Regions from separate parts of the Mus musculus genome. Here region 2 is linked to region 1. A link is a contact called in public Hi-C data. All regions are on one chromosome and are shown on one strand. The core of a region is the stretch at or near the end of the contact, and the rest is flanking DNA. Distances in the headings are between cores, read along the strand shown.

Region 1 (3,451 bases), core at 872-3,371:
GCATCTGTCAACTTCTTAAATTCTTCTTGACCCAAGGCAAGGTAAAGGCCATCAGTTCTGGAATAGAGCTCAGCATAAAATTAAAGTCTTTCTAGATGCCAGCCAATCAATGTATTGATAACTAAGTTCTTACGGAAGCAGTTGACTTTTTGAGGAAGGGGCCTATGTGGAATGACTCTAGATATCTGCTTCACATCTACATTACTTCAAAACTGTAATAGAGTCTAGGAAGCCAATTGGAAAGTCCAGGTATAGCTTGTTAATGTATTTCTTATGGCCCGCCATTATTCCATGGCATTGTTGAGGCTGGTCACAGCTGTCTACAGGATAAGGCATGAAGATGGGAGGAGGGGGAGGTAGTGCAGCAGCTAAACAGATGAGAGCCAGGTTAGCTGGGTGTGGGGAGAGTGGTACCTAGAGGGGCTTGAGGTCTAAGCTGAGAGCAGAAACGACACCATTATATTACAGTCAGGGGAAGACTACATCTTGGGTTGATAAGAAGGTTCAACTCTGAGAAGAACCCCAAGGCCCTCCCAGGAGGTTTTGTTACTTTATAATCTTTGCTTTTCCATGTTTTGCATGTTGAGTTTTAGCAGTCCAAAATTGATTTCCTCTTGTATGAAAAGAAAACCCAGTGGAGACTTGGGGGGGGGGGGTATGTTGTGATGGCAGACCCCACCCACTGGCCCCAGGCTACAGAGGACAAACCTGTTTGTCATTCCCCATAACCCTCTAATCATATGATGCTTGTGACCAAAATGTGCCAGTTATGGAGTGTGGGGATTTAATTCACCACACTCACTCAGGCTGAGCATGCTGGTAGAATCCTCATTTTAAATAAGTGTGTGGGGGGAGGGAGGGGGGAGAAAGGTGTGAATCTCTGACATTCTTCAAAGCCTGAGCCTAGATCATTAAAGCTCATGAAATTGATTATGTTTTAAAATTTGAGCCCGAGAGTGGCAGAGGTGGCTCAAAGGTTAAAAGCACTTGTTATGATTCCCAAAGCTCTAATTTCAATTCCCAGCACCCATACGGTAGCTCACAACTGTCTGTAACTCAGGTTGCAGTGGCTCTCTGGCTCTCTTCTGAACTCTTTGGGCATCATGCATGCACATGAGTGCATAGAGACAGACAGTAGGCAAAACTCCTGTAACCTGAAAGTAAAAAGTATAAAATAAACTAACATAAAAGTTAAGGTTGAATGCTGGTGATTCTTTGTCACCCAGCTTTGACCCTTCAGCTACTGCGAATGTCCCAGAAGTACACATTAGCCTCTGGCTACTGAGAATGAACTGGAAGTGGACAGATGGCGCTGCTCCTGAGGACAGAAGAATTGAGCAACCTCGGCTGAGGTGTGTGAGGTACACAGATGCCACCAGCAATTGGAAAGAAACTCTCAGAAACAGAGGTGACAAGTGGGCAAGGTTGTCAACGCAGCAGGAGCAATTCGAATATTCTTTTTAGAGGGTGACCACCCAAACATAGACCCGGAAAGGAACCACCCAGCTGGCAAGCTTCCTGAGGCATGAGACAGCCTTGCTGCTGTTGAACGAGATTCATTCTAGACGCATGCTAAGATGGCTCTCCCTAGTGACAGCGTTTATCACTCATGGCTCACCATCTTGGCCCTCAGATGAAATTTTTGGCCAAGCAAATGGTTCTGTTGTAGAGAAGCCAGTGCTTGCTCATCCTTCTTTCACTGGCTGAGCAGGTGGCTTCAGGAATATCCCTTACTCTCCCCAGGGCCCATGTCTTGTGGGCAGGCACATTCTTTTCATTATTTCCTTTAACTGGTGAGGAGAATGCTAACAACTTGTAGATCTTTGTGAGCCTTGAAAGAATTCAAAAGCCTTGTTAGAGGTGGGAAATAAAATGTTTAATCTTATAGGTAGCAATGTGCTGTCTAGTGAGGAATTCCTAAAAAACTCAATGATGGGGTAACAAGAAGGAGCCCCAGAAAACACAGGAAACACAGCATGAACCTGGCACAGAGCCTTGTAAGCACCCTTTGGCTTCACCTGCCACTGGGGGTGATGAATATGAGGCCAACCACTCCTGTGGACTTCCTGCCCTGCTGCTCCAGGGCAGGACCTCTCCCAGCTTCAGCCTCATTGGCCGCCTCCTCATTCTCTGTCTGGAACAACTGTGCATAATCCTTCTCTCCTTCCTGCCCCTGCCCAGAACTCCCACCTGCCCTTTCTGATTCGGTGCCAGCATCTGGTCAGCGAGCGAAGCCAAATGTACTGAACAGATGTGTGCAACATTGGCTGGCACGTGCAAGGAGGCTGTCTGTCCAGCCTAGGCCTGGGGAGGGCTTCCTATCCACTGGCTGGGAAGTTACTCTCAGGGGCCCTGGCAGAGAAAGGGCTGATGCTATAAGCGCCTTGCCATCCTGTGGTCCTTCTCCCTGGCTTGCCATTTTCTTTACTCTTTTAACACACACACACACACACACACACACGTATGTGAGTACATTTGTTCTCTTCAGACACACCAGAAGAGGGCATCAGATCCCATTACAGATGTTTTTGAGCCACCATGTAGTTGCCGGGAATTGAACCCAGGACCTTTGCAAGAGGAGCAAGTGCTCATAACCAGTAAGTCATCTCTCTACTCTTTTTTTTTTTTTTAACTTCTTCCTACTTCCATTCTATTTCTTTCTTTCTTTCTGACTCTTCCTCATTAACAAAGCTCCTGGGCAATATTCTGGATGCCATTTTAAAAGGCAAAATATACATTTCAAAAGAGCATTTCAAACCTGGCTCTTCTAGATGTATAAAAGACATTAACTAGCCAGAACAATAACAGCTAGTCTTTACCAGAGCTCAGTGCAGACCTAGGATCTTAATGATATCCCTTCTTGCCCTTCTCAGTCAGTGGCAAGCAAACACCATGGTGGTTCCCAGAAGTAGGTACCCTTGCAAGCAATCATCTTTGATTTTGTAAACAATTGGCGAATTCTTCTCACTGTTCACTCACCTAAATGGGAACGGCTGGAGAACAGTAGCAGTTAAACCGAGTCCTGAGGCAGATCAGAGCCCCGTGGAGACAGAAACGTTGTTGAAAATAAAATTAGCAAACTGGGCAAAGTGATCTAAAGATTGTTCACATTTTAGAAGATATGTACATTTACCTTATGTATGCACGTTTAGCTTAAAAACATAAGTGAAACAGCTTGCATTTCATCACCTAAGAAGCAGTTTCTAGGAAAACAAACAACAGCAGCAGCAACACACGCTTAGTGATTTAATTTATAGGTGCTTTTAATATATATAAAAATGTGTGTGTGTGTGTGTGTGTGTGTGTGTGTGAACTCCCTGCATTGCCCGTGAGTTCACAGACACACATTACACACATACACATCCCATGCCTTTTACATATGTCCATTGAGCAGAAAATACAAGATTCCTAAGTAAGGCCTTGCCTAGATTTTGTACATTGCTTAAGAGGT
Region 2 (3,905 bases), core at 582-3,081, 680 kb before region 1:
TTGGGACTAAAGGTGTGTGCGAAGGGTATGTTTGTATTCCAGCCAGATGGATTAAAGGTATGTGCTAAGATCTGAACCACACCCTAACTAGAAGCAGGTTCAAGTATCCCGTACCAAGAAGTGTCCTTGGGCCTCATGATACACTCATCCTTGCCAGAGGCTTAGAGATGCCAAAAATGTTTAGGAGTCCTCATTCTTGATATGTTTCTTAAATGACTTTAAGGTCGCCTCTCCTAAAAAAGCAATGTTAGTGTAGCAACAAAAACTCCTTTATGAAAAAAAAAAAAACTTATGGTCACATGAATAGCATCTCTAGCCTGGGTGTAGACCTCACATCACAGTTGGAATGTGCCAATCATTTGGCCAAGGGATCCCCTCTTGAAAGGCAGCTCATCCCTCACCACTGTGAACAGTCAGATGGAATAGTAACTCTTTAATGAGATGCTGCAGCTTTCCTTACCATAACTCCTGTTCTTAGTGTAGAACCTTACCAGGCCACAGCCATACAGCTTTGCAATGGAAGTCTGCCTGCTGTTCTGAATCATTCAGACAAGGGTAATGTCTCCCTTTCTTTTCTATAGGAGAGGAAGGAGGAGGAGGAGGGGGAAAAGGGGAGGAGGAAGAGGAGGAGGAAGAGGAGGAGGAGACCTGTGTCACAGAGCAAGACAGAAAATGATCACTTTGAATCAATTTTCAAAGACAAGATGATGCTGGAATTGGTCATATAGCATTTAGGCATAAAAATGTGAACAAGATATTTCAGTACCAGGCATAGAATCAGAAAGGCAAGGTCAAACATGATTTCTTGGGGACTATAAAGGAGGCCAGGATCAGTATAGTATTAGACAGAATGCATGGGGTCAGACAACTGGGGTCAAACACAAACCTAATTCACAGAATTTCTACATGTAAAGGTTTAGACAATTCTATGATTTTAATTTATGAGCAACAATTAGTGTGTAGGAACAGTCACACATGAGGCATCATGGAAAGACAGACTGGACTGACTTACATACGTTACAGCCACTTGAATTGTCCCTCACTCCTATGGCATGTGGCAGTCTGGGAAAGAACATGCTGGGAGCCTGACTCTGGCTTTCTAGCAAACTATGACAAAGACAGGCTTCATGCTCTGCCGGCTTCTGTCCTGTTGTGCTTTGCCAAGTCACTGAAGCCCACAACCCTTGGTCGGCTCAGAGCCCAGAGCTGTATCTGTGTTTCCAGGACAGCTAGCTAAACACAATGCCTCTCAGAGCTACTCTATTTCTTGAGGAGAAAACACAATCAACAAATTTGTTGTCAGGGCAGATTTGTGAGGCTGGCAGTTTGAGATCTAATTTTAAAGCTTGTCCAAATTTTGGAGAGGAAACCTGCCATTTCAACAGGAAGAAAAGGAATGAAGATTAAGGAGGTCTAGCTCAGTCAGGATAGATATTTTTTTAAAAGATTATAAAAGGGGGAGCACCATGGCTCACACTGTACAGAAAAGTGGAGTATGCTGGCTTCAGAAGGATTTACGCTGGACCTCTTTCTGGAAACAAGTGCCAGGAAGTCATCTGTAATAAGCATTGCCTAACAGACAAAAAGACAGGGATGGCTCCAAGTTCAAGGTGTCTCTCCTAAATCATGTGATAGAAAATGCAGATGTGTTCACATCTGGAGCAGGAAACATGGTTTACTCTTTAGGTTGTATTTTAGCTGAGCCATGCTTTAATTTAAGCTCCTCTTTCTTTCAGCTTTAGAAAGTAAGGCGCTTCACAGAGAGAGATATGGAACACGGGGTGTGGCTAAAACCCACAACACTCAGGGAGCAGATTCTCTGTTCACTTACTCATGGTGCTGCCTCCGCCTCTTCCCTGCTGCCAAAGACCTTTCAGGAAAAGCTGGTAATGGATGAGTGTGTAAGAAATAATGAAATAGCTAAGCAGTCTTTGCCTTTTGGGAGAAAGCCCAAAGTCCTTAGCAAGACCTCTGTCCATCTCAAAACCCGCCTTACTTCAAGCTGCTCTCTCGGTCTCTGACCACAGTGGCCTCTTTCAGGTCCTCAAGTCAGCAAGTTCCACTGCCTGAGACGTCTAACCTCCTGTCCACTCCTCAGCTCAGTAAGGCATCACTTCCTTAGGAATGAGTGCCGTGACCCTTCTGTCTGTTCTTTATTGGAAATGAAAATCCTAAACCAGACTGAAAGTCTGCTTCACTGACTGTTCAACATCCACAGCTTACAAACAGCAGCCTCCTAGATGAGTTTTGTTAATAGGTAAATATATTTTTTCCTTCCCAAAAAATAAGGTGTCCCCAATTTTCAAAACAGAGAAATTAGAGGTTAAATTACCTAACTGGGGTGAACCAAGAACATATGTTTTAGTCACTGGTTCAAATTAGATTATTATAAGGAACACATATAGGAACAATATATAAGTTTATTTTACTTAGAGAAAGCTAAATCAACCACAGTTTGTTCTGAGGTACCACAGCTTCCTGTTTCAGACTGAACCACACCAATACGAATGGCTCTGGAATGGTGACAGAGAGCAAAGACAGGCTAGACATGCATCGAAGCATCCCTGCTTTGTGGCTCAGCTTAGTCATACTTCCAACCGTGTCTTGTAATTATCACCTGAGTCCCAGCCCATGGAGTATGGTAGAAGGAACATGGGGTCACTCTTCCAGGATGGCAATCAGCTGCAGCTCCTGATGAGACCCTGGCCACCATCTTTCCTCCTGTGTCCAAGGCTAAGGCTGTAGCCTGTGGGCCTTAGAGCTCTAGAGCAATGGTAGACCTGGCAGCAAAGTGGGTTCATGTCCCTGAGTCCACAAGTGGAAACCAACAAGGAGCCATTATTGAAAAAATAACTATTGTATTAAAGCACTAAGTTTTTAAATATGCAATAATAATATAACATAACATCAAAAACATATAGATGTAATATGTTGTCATTAATTTAACTAGTATTGGTGTGCTTATACACACACACACACACAGACACACACACACACTACCACCACTATGTGTGTATGGTGGTCAGAGGATAATTTTGGGCATCTGCTCTCACCTTCACCATGGGCTCCAGGCATGAGGGCAATAGCCTTGTGAAGCAAGCACTTTAAACTACTGAGCCCTGGGCCTGGCCTTGATGTTTATTGAGTTCCCTTCAATGTAAAGGTCATGGCCAGATCAGCACCAGCCTAAGGCTCTGATTTCTGGTGCAGCAGTCCTTCCTTCACTGCATAGACTAATTTCTGTCACTTTTCTCCTTTGTGCTGGGGCTTTTTTTCTTAAAAAAAATCCTTGGTTAGCACATGAAAATGCATTCGGAAAAGGTTGCTTTCTTTTCTTTGCTCCCTCCTTGTCCTACTGAGCCCAACAAAATATAAATTGAGAGCAAGACAGTGGCAGAAGACAGTACCTGAGTCATTCAAACTCTGCTGATCATTCACTTTAAATTAGACCCTCAATCAACCTAGGCCTCCCCACCCCAAAGTTTTTATACGATATTTTATTGTTATGTGATTCAAAACAATGCTAAACTGTCAATGTCAGGCCTCAAACTTGAAAGTCTGGTTCAATTGATCAAGGATATAGACCTCGGTACGAGAATTAAAAAATGAAAATTCCCATGTTAATTCTAATACAGCCAGAGGTCAGAAACACTGAACACACATTGAGAACTGCCAACTACCAATGCGAAGCACCCATGTGTAAGTACTGTAGCAGAGGATACAAGGCAATGTTGCCAAAACACTTCTTAAAACCAGGCTCATTTTATTTCCTGAACGATGCTATCCTTTCTTGTGACTTCTGCCCATTACTCATATGGTCTCAGCCAGAGGTTCATGAGAAATCTCTAAGAAAGGCCACCTGGATGTCAGCTAAGAAAAGGACTCCTGGCTGGGCATGGTGGTAC

What was found. A called contact is a pair of places that touch in the nucleus more often than the background predicts.
Region 2: a contact with region 1 is called in a Hi-C map of myocytes, with 2.4 times the contacts expected there. The contact joins two enhancer-like sites. A contact is called at or near these places in 3 of 484 Hi-C or Micro-C datasets (CD4 T cells, muscle stem cells and myocytes) and 3 of 115 datasets of contacts at active chromatin or transcription factors (double positive thymocytes, effector CD8 T cells and memory CD8 T cells).

The regions. Positions count from the first base shown.
Region 1 is chr16:24,230,436-24,233,886 of GRCm38.p6, reverse strand. The region is part of intron 1 of Gm31814 (a long non-coding RNA gene); the gene reads left to right. Among named protein-coding and RNA genes, the nearest start is that of Gm31814, 31 kb to the left of the region's middle. Within about 2 kb of position 2,121, at least 16 of the 459 cell types and tissues checked have an H3K27ac peak or open chromatin away from gene starts, as enhancers often do. A contact at or near this core is called in muscle stem cells and myocytes, where this site is marked.
Region 2 is chr16:24,911,812-24,915,716 of GRCm38.p6, reverse strand. The region is part of intron 10 of Lpp (LIM domain containing preferred translocation partner in lipoma); the gene reads right to left. Among named protein-coding and RNA genes, the nearest start is that of Gm52245, 28 kb to the left of the region's middle. Within about 2 kb of position 1,831, at least 143 of the 459 cell types and tissues checked have an H3K27ac peak or open chromatin away from gene starts, as enhancers often do. A contact at or near this core is called in muscle stem cells and myocytes, where this site is marked.